Regions from separate parts of the Zea mays genome. Here region 2 is linked to region 1. A link is a contact called in public Hi-C data. All regions are on one chromosome and are shown on one strand. The core of a region is the stretch at or near the end of the contact, and the rest is flanking DNA. Distances in the headings are between cores, read along the strand shown.

Region 1 (3,633 bases), core at 516-3,015:
TAAAAGTGTGGAATGAAGTGTGGTTTTAATAAATATATGGGTCTTTTCGTGCCTCTATATGGGCCATTTCGTGTCTGTCTTAAACGGGCCGTGACCTCGGCCCAAACCCGGCCCGACACTAAATTATTTCGGGCCGTGCCGTACCTGGACCGTGCTTTTTTTTCCGTGCTTCGGGCCGGTCCATGAGATCCGGCCCAAATGTACACCTATATATAATGGTACGGAGCTGGTACTCAACTTTGTACACGGGGTACCAATCAATCGTCCGCAGTGTTGTTTACGCGTGATTTTTTTTTGAATCTTTTTGAAATAACTGTTTACGCGTGATTCGAAGTGCCCAATCCACAGAAGACTTGTGTAAATGGGAAACAGCGAAAGCCCGGCCGAAACAGGATGCGTAGTATCCGGGCGCAGGCAGCAGCAGCAGCAGGAGTTCTCTCCAGATTACAAAATGATTGGCAAAGCATGGACAAGTAGATGGGAAGCTCTGCCGTGGAAACACTGCTCACGAAAACAGTAATTGTCTATACGTATGATTTATTACCACTAAAGACTTTTTTGTTTTGATGATAATCCACATGAATTAGCAAGTCAATCTATCTCAATCTCATTTAATAATACTCTAATACACATGGATTATCAATAACCAAACAAGTATGAAAATAGGCAACTGACTGCACCTGTACTCCACCTTGCTCATCAACTCGATTCGGCGCTGCATGGAGGACACGAGTGTTCTACTACTCGTATAGTAGTACTGTAGTAGCTTCTTCGCTATGTACTCCCTCCGGTGCAGTAAAAGAAGTCATCCTGCGCGTGATCGAGCGTGCACAAAAAGAAGTCATAGCGCGCGTGGGTCTGGGATTTGGACGTTGTTGCCCCTAGTAATTGCACAAAAAAAGATGCATTTAAGAGGATTTGAACTTGAGACCTCTAGTCTAGAATGCCTTGGAGCTGCTGCAGCAACCAATCAAGTCTAATTGTTTTAGTGACGTTAATGCACCCATATCCCTATTTAATAGGGGCAAACAGGGAAAACTCTATGATAATTAATCACTCCTTGGTATGCACAATCAGGCTGGTGCCAATGCAGGCTATAGTGAGGGCGATAGCGCCCAGCAGGAGGCGAGAGCGGGGCTGGAGGCGGGCGAGAGCGACCCGACGGGCGCTACTGCTACCGCCCGACGATAGGCAGACGAGAGCGGGGCGACGCGTTGGCGATGGCGTCTTCGCGGGCGAGAGCGAGGGGCGACAGTGAGTGGCGGCTTCTGATTGGTCCACGTGTGCTATAGCCTGAGGCTGTAGCCTGCTGCAGCCTGTGCACTGGAGCAGCAGGGGCGAGAGTGGAGGCGAGAGCTGACGTGGCAGGGGCGAGAGAGAGGCTGTGCACTGGACTCAGCCTCATGTCCTGAACGACTACCTTTACTGCACTGGAGGGAGTACAGGTACAGCTCACTGGGATGATCCCTGAGGCCTGAGCCTCCTGCTCTGGACGGACTGCTGCCCCGGGAAACATCCTCGAGAATATACACGCAAATCTTGTGCATTAATGGAACGGATTCGTAATCATACGTCCCTATACGTCTACGTCATTAGCCTAGCGTCCTCTGCCATCCCTAGCGTCGAGTGACACAAACCCATTGCTCGCGTTCCGTCTCGTCTGCGGACTCATCCGCAGAAGCGTAGAAAGAAGACGACAGCACACGTCTGATCGCCTCCTCCCCTCTTTTTATACCTCTTGGACTCCCGTCTAGCTTCTTCCTCCATCCGATCCTCCGACTCCGACTCGCCAGAACCAAGCCGCCACCACCAAAGCAACACCAATGGCGCCTCTCAGCCACACAGCCCCAGCCTACATCCCGACGAAGAGAGGCGCGCCATGGATCCCGCCGCCGCCAGCCTCCGGGCTTCCTACGTATATCAGCTGGATGCCCACGCCGCCGCCACGGTTCTTACCGTGGCCGCACCTGGCGCCACCTCCGCCTCCGCCGCTGCCTTGCTGGAGCGTCCCGCAGGTCCCTTGCGCCACCGCCACGGGGATGGTGCAGCGCCCGCTGGCCTGCGTTGCGAGCGCCGCCGCCGGGAACGCGAACGAGGCGGCGACGAACCAGCCGTCCCCACGCTCCGTGCTCGCGGTCACCAGCCCGCCCATCTCGCCGACGACGTCCCTCCCGACGTCGTTCCCGTACCGGCTGGCGCCCCCTGCGCCGCCGCCCACCGCAGGCCACGCCGCTCCAACGCCGCCTCCCACCGCCAAGCGGAGCGTGGCTGCCCGTCCACGGCACGGGCGACGGTCGAGCCGTGTCCGCCGCACCCGCAGCGCTCCCAAGCCTCGGCGTCTGTTCGATCCTACTTCCGAGCTTACCAGTTTCATGATCCGAAACATCCCTAACGATTTCACGTGAGTCTGCCTGCCTGCCATGTTTACTTTCTCTTCGTCGTCGCATTTGTACTAGTTGGTTTTGCTCTACCAAGTACCAATCCCGTTTTATTATTCGATGAAGATCGGTTTACTTGATTCGTTTTTTACGACGCGCGCAGGAGGGCGAGGTTGATTCATATCCTTGACCAACACTGCTCCATCGAAAACGAGAAGATCGCGCCGGGCGGGGTGAGGTCGCAATACGATTTCCTCTACCTGGTGGTAGATTTCAGGTAATTACCGGCCGATACATTTCCTCTATCTGCCTGCCATATTATACCCTTGCGTTGTTGTAAGTAATGGGCCTTCTCGTCTAGCAACGCTATCCGCGACCTTGATCTCGTTCGTTGCGTTTGACCAGGAGCCGTGCAAACAAAGGCTACGCATTTGTGAATATGACCTCGCCGGAGGCGGCCCGTCGGCTCTGGACGCACCTCCATGGACACCTGTGGGCTTTTAAGAGCAGCGCGAAGACCTGCGCAGTCGACTACGCTGATTTACAGGTGAGTCTCCGCTCACTGCCTCCGTCTTCGACCTCCCGCCGCCATGGCGCATCGGACTGACGTGCTGCATGCTTTGGCCGTTTGGATTCCTGCAGGGGCAGGACAACTTGGTCAGCCATTTTTCTGGGTCGCGCTTCGATTGCGACACAGACGAGTACCTGCCAGTGCGCTTTGAGCCTCCGCGCGACGGCACACGGCCTGCCGAGGGAGCCATGAATGTCGTTGGTCGGCGGATTACCCGTTCGCGTCCCAGTGATGAGAACTAATCCGTCGTCTCGCTGCCTGTATCCTGGCCACCCCGTTTCATATCTCGTGTTCTATCTGTTTCTGTTTAAGGGAGGAACAGATAGAACGGGAGATACGATACGATGGCTCATCTGGAGCGGATAGAATGTGAGACACGATACGGGGAGTCGTCTGACGTCTTTGCATAATCTGTCTGTGGATTGCTCTCAGTTCGTATCAATGTGCTTTCTAGCGATCTTGACTCAGAACTACTAAGTTTAGTGTTGAATCTTAGGTTGTCCGGTTATGTATGTATACTACTATATGAATTTGGTCATGTTAGGCTGTTAGTCTATGTGTGTGTTTACTTTGAGGCGTCTGAGGTTTGAGTACCGGTGTTGTTAGTGTTAGCAGGCTAAAAACCTGCTTGTTTCCCGGCATATGGATTAATTCTAGCGCTTTGATTCCTCTGCATGATGATAA
Region 2 (4,138 bases), core at 637-3,136, 180 kb before region 1:
TCCACCATTCTTTTTTGGTTTTGCCAGTCGTTCTATTCACCGCAGGGCGGCAGGGGCAGGGCTGTACTTTTTTTTTCTTTTTTGAAGCTTGGTCGTCAGTTGTCAAACTGTTTCGCTTAAATTAAATTTTTTAACGTGGCCACCTTGCAAAGCTGTCCATCTGTTTTTTTTTAAACAACTGTTATTTAGTTCTGTTCTAACCCAAATATATTTGTTTTATTTAATCTCGAGTTTCTAAAATTCAGTATAGCTTGACATCACGGCGTTTGTGTTTTAAGTTACATCATGAAATATATTCTTTATAATATACAAGTTACACGTTGTTAAACTTCATGAATGCACAGAAATCATATAAGAAAACTATATAGGATTGCATCATTTTCAATAGGAGAGAGGGAGGGGGAGGTGGACTCGAAATTGTGCACTAATGTAGAGCCTAATTTGTTAGAAGAAAAAAATATATTCCAACTTAGATTTAACCGGTAGTTTTCCTTTCGTTGTATTTGAAATAGCTGTATGCTCAACAATGTGTTGAAAATTCCCTTGAATTAACGTGAAACTATCGCTGCAACTTTCGTACATTGAACGTGTGCATCATTTGATTAACAGTTCAGTTGGATTTAGTGAAGTTTCTCGCAGATGGTTTTTTGACGAGGAAACAAGTGCGATGCATGGAGTGATACTCTGCACCCTTTCTTCATTTTTTTCACTATTTTTGTGAGTTTCAACGAGAGACATGAGGTAATCACAATAGTCGTCCAAACAAAAGTATAACAAACGATATGAAGGACTATATGTGCTAACACAAAAAATCGTACGTTTCTATATATGCCCCTTATAAAAATCACCGAACAATGTCTACTGTCTATGCCGCCGTGGAAAAGAAACAGGTAACTGATCTTTATATCTTGCGCCTTCGTCAATGGTGAGAGGAACTATACAACCATGTCGTTGATAGTGCTAAGCACAGAGAACGCAAAAAGGCAAAACTAACACCAACAACGAGTTGTTCCAAGCGCAGGCGCAAGATAATTGGGTTGTTTGGTTCAGTTTTTTGACTAGTTTTTCTAAGAATCTAACTGCAGAGAGAATCTAACTGCGAGGAGAATCTGATTATCGTAGAGATTACTTGCGAAATAAGATGAAGTAGTCCAAAGTATTTACGATATAGAAAGCGACAGATTTCGACTCGACCGATTTTGTGTTTATGTTAATTTTAGACGGTTTTTACAGAAATATGACTAAAAAAGTGCATGTTTAATAGTACACAACAACTTTTAGTGACCGGTAGCCGAAAAAAACGCAAATAAACGGATCCATTAGCCCGTCCGAGACGAAACGCAGTCCACCAGTGTAGCTGGTTCGCTGCTCTGCACCACAAGTCCACAAGACCACAACCGCTCGAAGCGAGAGGGGGGACAGGGGGGCACCCCACCTCTACGGCTCGACCACACGATCCCCCTGCCCGAGCTCCTCGACCCACCACGTGTCGCTGTCCCGGCCGTAGATCTGGTCCTTTATCTCCGGGCCTACCACGTATCCTAGCTCTAGAAAATATCGGACTCGAGGCCTCGCCTCGGGGAAATATCCCGACCACTGACCAGGCTCCCGCCACGTCATCATGGGACCAGGCAGACCACGTGCACGTGGGCCAATCCGCTCGATCGACTGACGTGGCGGGCGCGGCCACCGGTCGAATGGCCGCAGATATTTCATGGCCCCGCGGGAGCTCGAGCCCACCTGCCCACCTGCCACCGGCTCCAACGCCCACTGGTCTGCCGGGCCAGCGGGTGCGTGGCCCACTTGTCTGTGGCAGAGGTCGGGTGCACGTATATAGGCCGCGGCGTTTCGGCTTTGTCGTTCTTCTCACAAACTGCCTTTTCTTCCGGCTTCCAACTTCCAAGTGGCGACTGCTGCCGACTGCCGGGTGCGAGAAGAGGGAGAGATCAGAGTATCAGACAAGCTGTTGTCCGAATCCACTCCGGCGAGGACGAGTGCTGAGGTCGAAATGGGGAGAGGAGCGGATGAGGTGGTGAAGGTCGTGGATTCGGAGGACGGCGAGGGGGAGGAGGAAGAGGCAGAGGCCGCGGCGGCGGAGGGGTCGAGCAAGGAGACGCCGATGCTGCCAAGGATGCCGGTGCGCGTGCTACTCGCCGAGGGCGACGACTCCACGCGCCACGTCATCTCCGCGCTGCTACGCAAGTGCGGCTACCGAGGTGCGCACTGCCTCGGCCCGCGAATCGATTCGAATCGTTTCATTGCCCCTGCAAATTGGTATCCATTTTAGGCCTGTGCAATTGGTAGTTAGTATACAATCCCCCTGGTCCGGCTGTGGTCTGCTCTCGACTTGCTTCTTATTTTTGATCCGCCGGCGCCTCGGCCCCAGCCCGCTCCGCCGTATGGCGCTGGTGGAAGCGGAGGCGGAGTCGAAAGCCGAGGAGGAATCGGAAGCGCTGCCAGATCCATTGGAGGGGAAAAGAAAGGCGATGTGTTCTACTCCTCTGCCGTGGCGTGCTTATACCATGGCGCCCTGAGCGGTCTGGCAGGGCGACGCTGAGGGTGGCGGAGGCAGTCGCTGAGGCGGCGGAAGAAGTCGACCACAGGCTGGATGCGCGACAGGAACACGAAGACCGGGCCCAGCACACCTCCGGTCACCGTCACAATCGCCATTGGCTCCATGGCCTTGTCCCTGCAGAGATGGAAGCCAACCTTCGCCTCAGGGCTCAGGCAGTCGCTCAAGTCTCTGGCACTCTTGGCAGACCGAAACCGGCACTGGAGAGTGGAGAGTGAGAGGAGGCGCAGATTTATTCACGAGGACGATGACCTGATGTTAGAGACGTTCCACGGTAACTGCTGGTCGGGTCGGTGTCGGCCTCCACGCCGGTCGAAAGTCGAAACGCCTACGGCCTAGCAATTTTTTGGGAGTGAGCAGTTAAGGGTGCATGGCTAAAGGAACGTTTTGTGATGCTCTTCCAGTCTTCCTTGAGTTAAAGCATCATTTTCGGTTACGCAAAGGTGCATCAATTTTATGAAGGAATGGACACTGACTGAACATTCCAACCAGATTTTCACTGCATTGGAGTAAAATACGAAGTAATTAGTACATACATACTATGATTAGAATATAGAGCTTTTGTGATCTGTAACCACATTTTAATATCACGCGCTGGGCGCGCGCCATGCACTAGTTGGTAGCTATTTTAGGCTGCATAGGGTTAATTAGGGGTTAAGAGCGGCAAAAAGGTAATCAAAGGGAAAGAGTATGACGCTGCGCTGAGTCGTATGTGGAATGGAGGTTGCCGGTGTTGGTTTGTTGGAACCAATCGAAGCTCAGCTTGGCCTTGGGTGGACTACTTGACTTGCCAGTTTTGGAAGTGCTCTTGTTTCTGGGCAGTAAGTTTGGGAGATCTCACTTCTGCTAGATTGCGGTGCCTGGTGACTGGTGTGATATGCCTGCTTTCCACGAGACAATGTTTTTTCTGTTAGTGTGTGTAGGTCCGTAATTGTGGTTTTTTGTTGACACTGATCTCGGTCACCTCCCTTCCTGAATCTTCTAGTGCGAATTGCTGGCCTGCTGCAGTAGATGAATGTTAAAAAAAGCATTGGTCTATGCGACCATACTGATGTGATTTGGTGTATAGTGCTGCTGCCTGCTCTTTAGACCACTGATTCACCGAAGTTCACATGAGCCAAGTATTAACTAGGACACGTATAATATATATTAAAGTACCAGCTAGGACATGAATTATCTCTACCTTCATGATTGGGGACATCTGCCTCTAAAGTCCGAATGTTAAATCCGGTACTGCCACAATTCTTTAGCATAGTTAGAATTGTGGTTATGGTAGATGATCTTTTTATAGTAATTAGCTTAACTTTTTAGGTAATTAGCTTAACTTTTTTATAGTAATTAGCTTAACTTTTTTGGACATCTGCCTCTAAAGTCCGAATGTGTTACATTATTGGGTTTATTCCTGTAACAGCACTATGTTTACACTATTCATGCAGTTGCTGCAGCCTCTGATGGTGTGAAGGCGTGGGACATATTAAAGGAAAAATCTTTCAACATAGACCTTGTTTTAACTGAAGTTGAACTGCCTTTGATGTCTGGGTTCCTCTTGTTATCCACGATCATGGA

What was found. Hi-C and Micro-C count contacts between places; a contact is called where the count stands out from the background.
Region 2: a Hi-C map of ear shows a contact between it and region 1, with 1.6 times the contacts expected there. The contact joins the promoter of LOC100285170 here to the promoter of LOC100285052 in region 1. A contact is called at or near these places in 2 of 25 Hi-C or Micro-C datasets (ear and tassel).

The regions. Positions count from the first base shown.
Region 1 is chr2:201,965,143-201,968,775 of Zm-B73-REFERENCE-NAM-5.0, reverse strand. LOC100285052 reads left to right here and starts at 1,765. Exons shown (of 4, transcript NM_001157947.3): 1 at 1,765-2,401; 2 at 2,542-2,655; 3 at 2,784-2,925; 4 at 3,021-3,633. The coding sequence starts at 1,824. The coding sequence ends at 3,191.
Region 2 is chr2:202,139,998-202,144,135 of Zm-B73-REFERENCE-NAM-5.0, reverse strand. LOC100285170 (two-component response regulator-like PRR95) reads left to right here and starts at 1,886. Exons shown (of 8, transcript NM_001357737.1): 1 at 1,886-2,216; 2 at 4,009-4,138. The coding sequence starts at 2,009.